Linked DNA regions of Sus scrofa: region 2 is linked to region 1. A link is a contact called in public HiChIP or PLAC-seq data. All regions are on one chromosome and are shown on one strand. The core of a region is the stretch at or near the end of the contact, and the rest is flanking DNA. Distances in the headings are between cores, read along the strand shown.

Evidence for each region. HiChIP or PLAC-seq counts read pairs in DNA pulled down with a chosen protein or histone mark.
Region 2: an H3K27ac HiChIP or PLAC-seq map of skeletal muscle shows a contact between it and region 1. The contact joins the promoter of LOC110256814 here to the enhancer-like site in region 1. A contact is called at or near these places in 2 of 2 datasets of contacts at active chromatin or transcription factors (alveolar macrophages and skeletal muscle).

What each region holds. Positions count from the first base shown.
Region 1 is chr14:43,237,522-43,241,813 of Sscrofa11.1, forward strand. No RefSeq gene overlaps it. Among named protein-coding and RNA genes, the nearest start is that of CRYBB2, 34 kb to the left of the region's middle. Within about 2 kb of position 2,165, at least 12 of the 83 cell types and tissues checked have an H3K27ac peak or open chromatin away from gene starts, as enhancers often do. A contact at or near this core is called in skeletal muscle, where this site is marked.
Region 2 is chr14:43,302,979-43,307,270 of Sscrofa11.1, forward strand. LOC110256814 (vegetative cell wall protein gp1-like) reads right to left here and starts at 2,396. Exons shown (of 2, transcript XM_021073681.1): 1 at 2,125-2,396; 2 at 1,679-1,991. The coding sequence starts at 2,396. The coding sequence ends at 1,679. GRK3 (beta-adrenergic receptor kinase 2) reads left to right here and starts at 2,277. Exons shown (of 21, transcript XM_001924379.7): 1 at 2,277-2,507. The coding sequence starts at 2,395.

The sequences.
Region 1 (4,292 bases), core at 915-3,414:
GGAATGGAAAGGGGTCTGGGAGTGTGGCTGCTGCTCAGGAAGTGTCAGGTTCATGAGTCCAGGGCTAGACGAGGAAGGCAGCCCTGAGGTCCCCAGGAACCGTGTTGGAGCACCTGCCCTGTAGGTGGTAGACAGTGTTCACGTAGTGGCACTCTGCTGCATCAGCCCACAGCCCATCCAGAGGGAGACCCAGACCATAGGATGCTTAAAATCCATAGGAGACCCCTGTACACTGGCCGATGATGGAGAGAAACTCCCCACTCAGGTAGGGGGAGGGGAAAGGTGGATGGAGCACGTGTTCCCTCCTCCCTGCAACCTGGGTCAGTGTAAGCAGCTATCTCTCTGACACATGCAGTTCTCAGTGTCATGTCTCAACTGAGAACTCTGCGCCTGCACTGAGCTCCCCCTTCCTCCAGCTCTGGGAACTGTGCTTCCCAGACTCTTCCCCTTGTCTTCCTGATGAACTCCTAGCCTGCACCTTTGGCAATGAAATTACCCCGTCTCAGATCTTAGCAACCTTGAAACAACTCTTTTCCACTCCTGAAGAAGGTCTAGAAGGTTCTCACCTTCAGAGAATTGCGGGCCCCTCCGTGTGCTGAATGTGGTTGTTCCCTTCACCCAGCTTACTACCCACCTCCCCATTTTAAGGGCCTCAGTTTTGCCAGGGTGGGGCACTCCTTACCTTCATTCTCCGGGCTTTTAAGGAAGCTGACTCCACCCCCTGGATGCCAAGGTGGAGCATGTGACCTAAGTTGAGCCAGTTAGCAGATCCTATCTCTCCAGCTGCTGATTGGTCTAGGGATGCTCCCAAATCAGAGTTTGTCACATGACTTGCAGTCCTGAGAAGAGCCTAGGATGTCTTTTTTGATGCTCTTGGAGGGCATGAGGAATGGAATGCAGAGCTGCCAACATTGTTTTTGATGAAGGGTCTACAGGCAGAGCCAACCCCAAGGAAGTAGAGCTGAAAAATGAAGAAAGAGATAGTGGATCCCAGTGATAGCATGTGAGCCCCTAGATCAAGCCACACCTGAAGGTCTTCCTCTGGCTGTTTAAACACAGGCTCCAGGAAATCCCCTTTTCTCAGGTCAGGTTCTCTGCTATCTGCAATAGATAGAGCTCTAACTACAGGTCAAGTCCTAGGGTCTAGAGGATCCTCGAACCAATGGGAAAGGGCTAAATAAATTATGCAGTTGCTCATATGAAGCTCTGAGCTCTGCTCTCCCATTATGAGAATTCCCAGGTTCCAGTTAAAGCTGTTAACCCATACGCTCCTACAGAACTAACTCTTACAGAACTGGCAATATTTTGAAATAGGTCAAGATTGTTTCTGAAGCCCCAGTGTTCCACCCGACCTCCCTCCGTGAGCCGACGAAGCCTGTTTCATGAATACGTGGCCTATGCTCCCACCCCTGGAATTCAGTGTTCCCACATCTCCCTTTTCTCAAGGACCCCAATCCCAGTGTTGTCTCCAAAACCTCCCGACCTCCTTGTGCTTTTCCTGCACTGTCCTCCCCTCACCCCAGGATCCAGCCATTCTGGCAGCTCCCCAGGTCCATGACTTTCCTCCACATTGGGAACTTTGCAGATGCTGGTTTCTCTGCCTAGAATTCTCTTTTCTGTATCTTTACCAAATTATCATCTATCCATCCTTTAAGTCTCAGCCGAAATGTCACTTCCCCAGGGCCTTTAATCTAGGTCAAGCCAGCCGGTTTTACATTCCCAAGGCACCTTTTACTTTCTCTCTTGTAACTGTAACTCTGTGCTGAGTCACTTCCCAGGGCCTATCGTGAAACCTGGTATGTGGTAGGTTTTCAAAAACATCTGGATGGATGAATTCAACAGGCACCAAACCTAGCAGCAGCAGGGAACAGAGGTCTAGAGAGAGGCAGAATTTGCTTGGGGGCACACCGCCAGCCTGTGGCAGTGTGGACACTTGAAGTAGGACAGCAGTCAGATGGTCTTGAAGAACCCTGGTAACAGCCACGCTTCCTTTGTTCTGAGTGCCATCTCTGTTTATATCCCCAAAGACCTTTTCTGAGACTCTGTGGCTGATGGCCATGCGGGCCCGAGCTGATGGCTGTGATTTCCTGGGAGGTGAGGAAGAAGCCCAGCAGGAGGCGTGGCTGTCCTGGGGCCTGGTGGAGACAAACTGGGTTAATGTTTATCCCATTCCCAGAGACATGAGTCATCAGACCGAGAGCAGGTGCAAAGAGGGTGACCGTGTGGGGAGACCCCATGTGCCTTGGCCTTGATGTGGCTACAAGGCCCAGAACAAATGGGGGCAGAAGGCCCTGGATGCAGAGATTCCCCATTGTGATGCTCTGCCATGACCAGTGGACACACTTGGGTTCCAATCTCAGTTCTGCCACTTGGCAGCTCTGTGACCTTGGGCGAGTCACCTTACCCTCTGAGTCTCTGCTTGCAATTCTGTGAAACAGGAATATTAATAGTAACAACCTCATAAAGTAGTAATGAGAATTAAATTAGAAAATAATCATCCCCTGCTTATGGCAGTGCCTGATCCAGTAGAGGCACTCAAATTGCATCCCCTGGGTGGTGGCTTCATATACCTATTCAAAAAGCAATTCGACTACTTACTGCTTTGATTATTTGGTTATTGTCTAAATCCATCTCTGGACTGGGAACTCCATGAGGGTGGAGTTTACCAATGAATTCCTAGTATGGTGCTGGACACAGATAAGGCATGCAATAAATATTGAATAGATGAATGGATGGATGGGTGAATAGGTAGATGGGTGGATGGATGGATAAATGAGTAGATGGATGAGTGAGTGGGTGGATAGATGGATGAATGGATGGATGGATAGATAGTTGGGTGGATGGATGGATGGGTGGATGGATGGATGGATTTATAAAATGAATGCAAGCTTTGGTTTCTGAAGACCCACGACTCATCTGCCCACGTTCCAAGTGCTCCTCCCTGCCTCATCCTGGTGTCCATGACACAAGCTGCTGTGACTGTAAAGAACAATAGAATAAGCATACAGGACTCTCCTTGTGGGTATTATTTTTAGTTTCCATGCTGCAGAGGTCAGAGTGGCAAATGACAAAGAGAAGTCTTTTCTCTCAAGGAAAGAATCGGTCACATCTGCGTGGGCAGCGGTAGAGGTGGGTATTAGTTTGTTTGGTTTAACAGCTATTTGACTCAGACCTCCTGCCAGCGGGAGTGGGTGACCTTTCCTCTGAGCTCTGGGCCTCAAGCCAAGCCCGGGAGGGCAGTTCCCTTCACTCACGAGCTCTGTCAATGCAGCTGTGTCCTGCTGAGATTCAGTTCTCACTGTTGGCCGCCAAATGTGGGTATCTGAGAATTCTGTAGAAATAAGCGTTCTGTGGGGCTGGGACAAGGATGGGAGTGGGAAGGTGGGTACAAACCAGCCATATAGCTCGTGTGATGTTAACTCCTTGGGGTAGACCAACATAATAATAAAGACCAGGGAGTTCCCATCACGGCCAGTGGTTAATGAATCCGACTAGGAACCATGAGGTTGTGGGTTCGATCCCTGGCCTTGCTCAGTGGGTTAAGGATCCCGCATTGCCGTGAGCTATGGTGTAGGTCACAGACATGGCTCGGATCCTGCGTTGCTGTGGCTATGGTGTAGGCCGGCAGCTATAGCTCTAATTAGACCCCTAACCTGGGAACTGCCATATGCCACAGGTGCGGCCCTAGAAAATACAAAAAATAAAATAAAGATCATAGGGGCCTGCCTGTCTGGCTCCACCCTCCCTTTGCAAGGTGCCGTTGTTGCTCATCACCTCAAGAAGGGGAACCTCTTTCTCCACCCTCTAGGATCTAGGACTTGCTTTGACCAACAAAATGTGGCACTAGTGACACTGTGTGCCTTTGAGGCGAGGTCTCACAGGGCACTGCAGTGTCTCTTGTCCTGTGAGAACTTTGGGCCCACGAGGCTGTTCAGACTCACCTCCTAGAGCCACATGGAGGAAGTCAGAGGTGACCCATTAGAGAGACAGCATCAACTGCCAGACACCGAGTAGGGCCCTCTCAGACCCTCCAGCCTGGCTAAGGCCCCAACCAAAGGTAGCCAAGTGAATGAGACCAGGCAAAGCTGGCAGAAGAAATTCAGAAGCAATCCAAAGACTCATGAGACACAAGATGTTGTTTTCAGGGGCACTGAGGATGGTTTCTGATGCGGTGAAGGCTAATGAAATGCTGCTGTAACAAACAGTCCTAAACTTCAGGAGCTCAAACTATTAAGATTTGTTTCTCCTTCACATCTAGTCTGCTGTGGTGGAGTTCTCTTCCTTTCAGTCCT
Region 2 (4,292 bases), core at 1,146-3,645, 66 kb after region 1:
AGAAATGACTCATTTCAATGTATCTTCTCTAGCAGATGAGAGTAAAAATGAAGCAAAATAGAGGAAAGGCAGTGACCTTTGTTGGGGACCTACTGTGTGTCAGGCAAGGTGCATTTTTATGAGTATTATCTCCTTTGTCTTAACACCCCCGGGATCAGTGGCCTCATTCTCACTGTACTAATGAATACCACAAAGCATGGAGAATAAAATGGTACCTCTCATATCACCCAGCTAATCAGAACAGAGCAAGGATTTGAATCCAGATGTGTCTCTAGTTCCAAACTTAATATACCATGCTGCAACCCTTCTTTTCCCCTCAAAAAAAGGAAGGAAAAAAAAAAACAAAAAAACAAAAAAAAAACCACCCCAAATTATTAACACAATTCAAAGAGGCAAGGTTAAAAATCTCCATATTTGGAAGACTGTGAAAATGTAGCCAGAAGTATGTATTCATTTGACAATCATGTGAAACTTGGATGATAAAAAAGACAGATTGAAAGAAAATGTATTAATTAAATCATAAATATGCGTTATGCTTTTTTGGGAACTTACCCCTCCTCTTGGGGTGACCTTTGACAAGACATTCTGTGTTCCTGTTTTTTGGCAAAAAAAAAAGTGGGTGGAAGATGAAAGTTTGGTATTTGGCTCATGCAAATCTTTGTCTCATTGGTGTATTTTGTGTCCCCTCATCATTTTGGCTTTCTGCTGCCTGACCAAACTCCTTTGAGTTGTGTGCTTATTTCTTACACCCCTCTTGTCCTTTTCTGGACAACTTCACTGAATATTGTGCCTTAGATCTTGAGAAACATCTGGTTAAAGCAGCCAATTGTGATGGCAGGCATACAGGAAAAAGATGAAGGGGGGTGGTAAGAGAAGAGAACAAAAGAGAGCAGGCTTCTTATATGACCAAATCAGGCTGCTTCTGCTGTGACATTACATTTAATGTCCTTAACCATTTCTGGTGAACTCTGTTGACCAGGTAAACTATTGACAGAACATTTACTCAAATCCTAGGAAAGTCGAGGCTCTTGGTGCAATGTGACCAGAGGGGATGAATTAAAAGTATATATATATATATTTTGATCCACTGATTCTCAGCTTATGTCTTTGTAAGACTTCCTGGGGACCCCTTAACATCACTCTGGCAGGAGTGATGGTTCTGACTGTGGACTTGTGTGTACCACTGTGAAAAAAATAAGAAGTAAATGAAAACCCCAGGCCCACAGGGGCAGTGGTGACTCCAGACACCCACTCCAGACTGAGGATCAGGAAGCTGGAAATTCCCTCCTGCCTGGGTGTTTGGCCTCCACCTCTTCTACTTCCCTATATCACCCTTGTGGTGGATCTGTGCTCACAGTAGGGCTCCCCTAATTGTTTCTTGAATTGATGGTAAAACCACAAGAGCAAGAATAATTCTAGTTCTCAGGGAACATTTTAACATCTAAACTCAAACCTTTGCGGGCAAGGGAGCAGAGACCACCCTTGGGCAGACAGCTCATCCACCAGTGGGCTCCTAAGGGCAGCTCCGCTCCCACGAGGGAGCTCTCACCTCATTTTGCCCTGCTTAGCTTGAGACAAGTACCCTATTCCAGCTGTTAGATTTCTCTTTTCTGAGTTTACGGGGCTGGGGGCCGGGGCCCGGGGGCGGAGGGGCGGTTTTCAGGGTCAGAACTGAGGCTTAGGGGCCGGTCTGCGGAGCGCTGTTCAAGGGTGACCGGGACCACGGCTTCAGCAGCACCTGGGCGGGACAGGTGGGCACATGCATTTCTGGGGCCACCCCAGACCTCCTGGAGGATGCTGATGGACACTGTCCAGTTTGAGAACTGACGTCTCCGGGGCACAGAGACCTCCCTTGGGTGGTAGGCGTCGGGTCCGGGGCGCCCCGGGCTCGCAGAGGTCCCAGGGGAGAGGGGGCGTGAGAGCGGCGGGAGCGGCGGGCGGGAAGTCGGGAGAAGAGAGAGGAGGAGGAGAGGAAGTCCCCCGTGGCCACTCTGAGGGGAGGGCGGAACGGTGCCTACAGGGACTGGGTCAGGCGGCGAAGGGTGGGCAGGGCCAGGCCAGGCTGCTCAGCCCGGGGGCCTGGGGGCACTGGCCGAGGGGCGCGCGCTCCCTGCCGACCCTCACGGAAGGGGCGGGGGCGGCGGCGCGTGCGCGGGGCTGCGAGCGGCGCGCGCAGGAGGCGGGGCGGGCACCAGGCTGCGGGGCGCTGAGCCGGACACGGGGCGCGCGGCGGGCGGAGGCGCGCGGGGGGGCGCGCGGCGCGCGGGAGCGCGCGCGGGGGGGCTGCCCCGGGGCGGCCCCCCACGTCGGGGCGAGGCGGGCGGCGGCGGCGGGAGCGCGTCCCGTCCGGGTCCCGAGGAGCCGCCGCCGCCGCCGCCGCCGCCGCTCGCCAACATGGCGGACCTGGAGGCCGTGCTGGCCGATGTCAGCTACTTGATGGCGATGGAGAAGAGCAAGGCGACCCCGGCTGCCCGTGCCAGCAAGAAGATCGTCCTGCCCGAGCCCAGGTACCGGCTTCCCGGGCCCGCGCCGACCCCTTCGTATCCGCCCCCCTGCGGCCGCCAGCGACCCCCTGTGTCCGGGAGGGTCGGGCGCTCAGGCGCTGCTGTCCCCCGGCCGGCGACCTCGGGGAGCGGGCGCTACGGGGTTGGCCTCGCCGTTCCCGCCTCTGAAATGGGGCATCGGAGGGCTGTCGGGCGGACTCCGGGATAAAGCGCCCGGCGCGGCGTGTGCAGCGCACCGCGAGCGCCCCAGCGAGGGGTTGCTATGATGTGGTTGTGACTTCGCTGGACGAGCTCCATCTCTTTCCCCCCTTCCTGTCCCATCCCAGTCTCTCGGTCCAGTCCCATCCCTGTGGTTCTCCCTGTTTCATTGCTGTGGTTTCCTCCTCCCCCAGGCTTGTCCTTCCAGCCCCATCCTTATCCCTATCCCACTGTCATCCCTTTTCTCCCCTCTAGCCCCAACATATGGTCCCCCGCCTGCCCCATCTCTGCTTGCCCCATGCCCGTCTTTCCCTAGTGTTCCATCCTGGTCGTTCCTTCCCTGGTTCGTCCTGCTGTTCCCCTTTGCAACTCCGTTCTCTCTTCAGCTCCCTCTGGGTGCCCGAGCTGGGGAGTGCAGGCGGTTTGCCGTTTACTCCGCGTACTTCAGTTGCTATTTTCTGTGCTTGCTCCCCTTGAGGTCCACCAGTCCAGTCAGCTCCCTGCATCCCTTTTCTCTTTTGTGCCCCCAGGCAACAGGGAGTGGATTCCCACCCACCAGGTTTTTTTATATTTTGGGTCTCTTGAGCGGCTTTCCTCAACTTGCAAGCGGACACTTTGTAAAAAGGTGGAAACGGGGCTCACTTAAAAATGCACGTTGAATGAGTGATTTTAGAAAGAATTTGTTGTTTAAATTACCAAAGAAGGGCCTGATTGGATTGCAAGGGGCTCGGGTGAGGTCCATACCAAGTTGTCATTTTAGCTCAAAAATGATTTATTATTGATGAAGTAGTAAAAAGACATGATTAGTTCATATCATTAGCACCACCCCAGAAAAGATCACACATCGGATTAATAGTGAGTTTCAAATAGTGTGCCCAAGGATTAGGGTTGGATTTTTTCCTAATTGACACTATTATGAGTTGTACGGAGTATGTGGCTTCTTGATGCTAAAGAGCTCTTGGTGGAGTTGATAAAAAGAGGCATCTCCTTTGTGGTGAGTTTGAGACCATGGCATTTTTGTGAAATATTGGAATCTAAACCAAAAACTATTCTCTGTTTTGAAAGCATCAGTCCTTCAAGGGCTACACATCCAGAATTGCTTCAGTGTTATCTTTGACATAAGAAAAAAAAACTCTTTCTTGTAATGATGCTGAGTGATCATCAGATTATTTTTACAAGTCCATGAGCCCGAGAGCCAGGATCTAGAAAATATCAGTCCCTTTGCATTATTTGTTGTGAAAAGTCAAATGGTGTACATGAATACATGCTTGCTGGATGTTTTTGGTCAGCTTGCCTTTCATAGCCCCTGCATCTTATAGATTTGTAGGGAGTATGCTGTGATGAGCAAAACCAAGCAGGGAAAGTCAAGAAAGAGTGGAGACCTTTTGGAGTGTTGTGAAATCAACACTACTATACCAGACTTTGAACTATATCTGAAGTTCATTGAAAATCAGTGCCTTTTAAAATTTCTGGCAAATGAAAAACTAAAACAGGAACCCCCAAATGAAATCTGAATTTCATTAAAAAAAAAACTTACATTTCTATAATGTCGTATGTAATGCTTAATTTCTTTTTCTCCTTTTCTTTTCT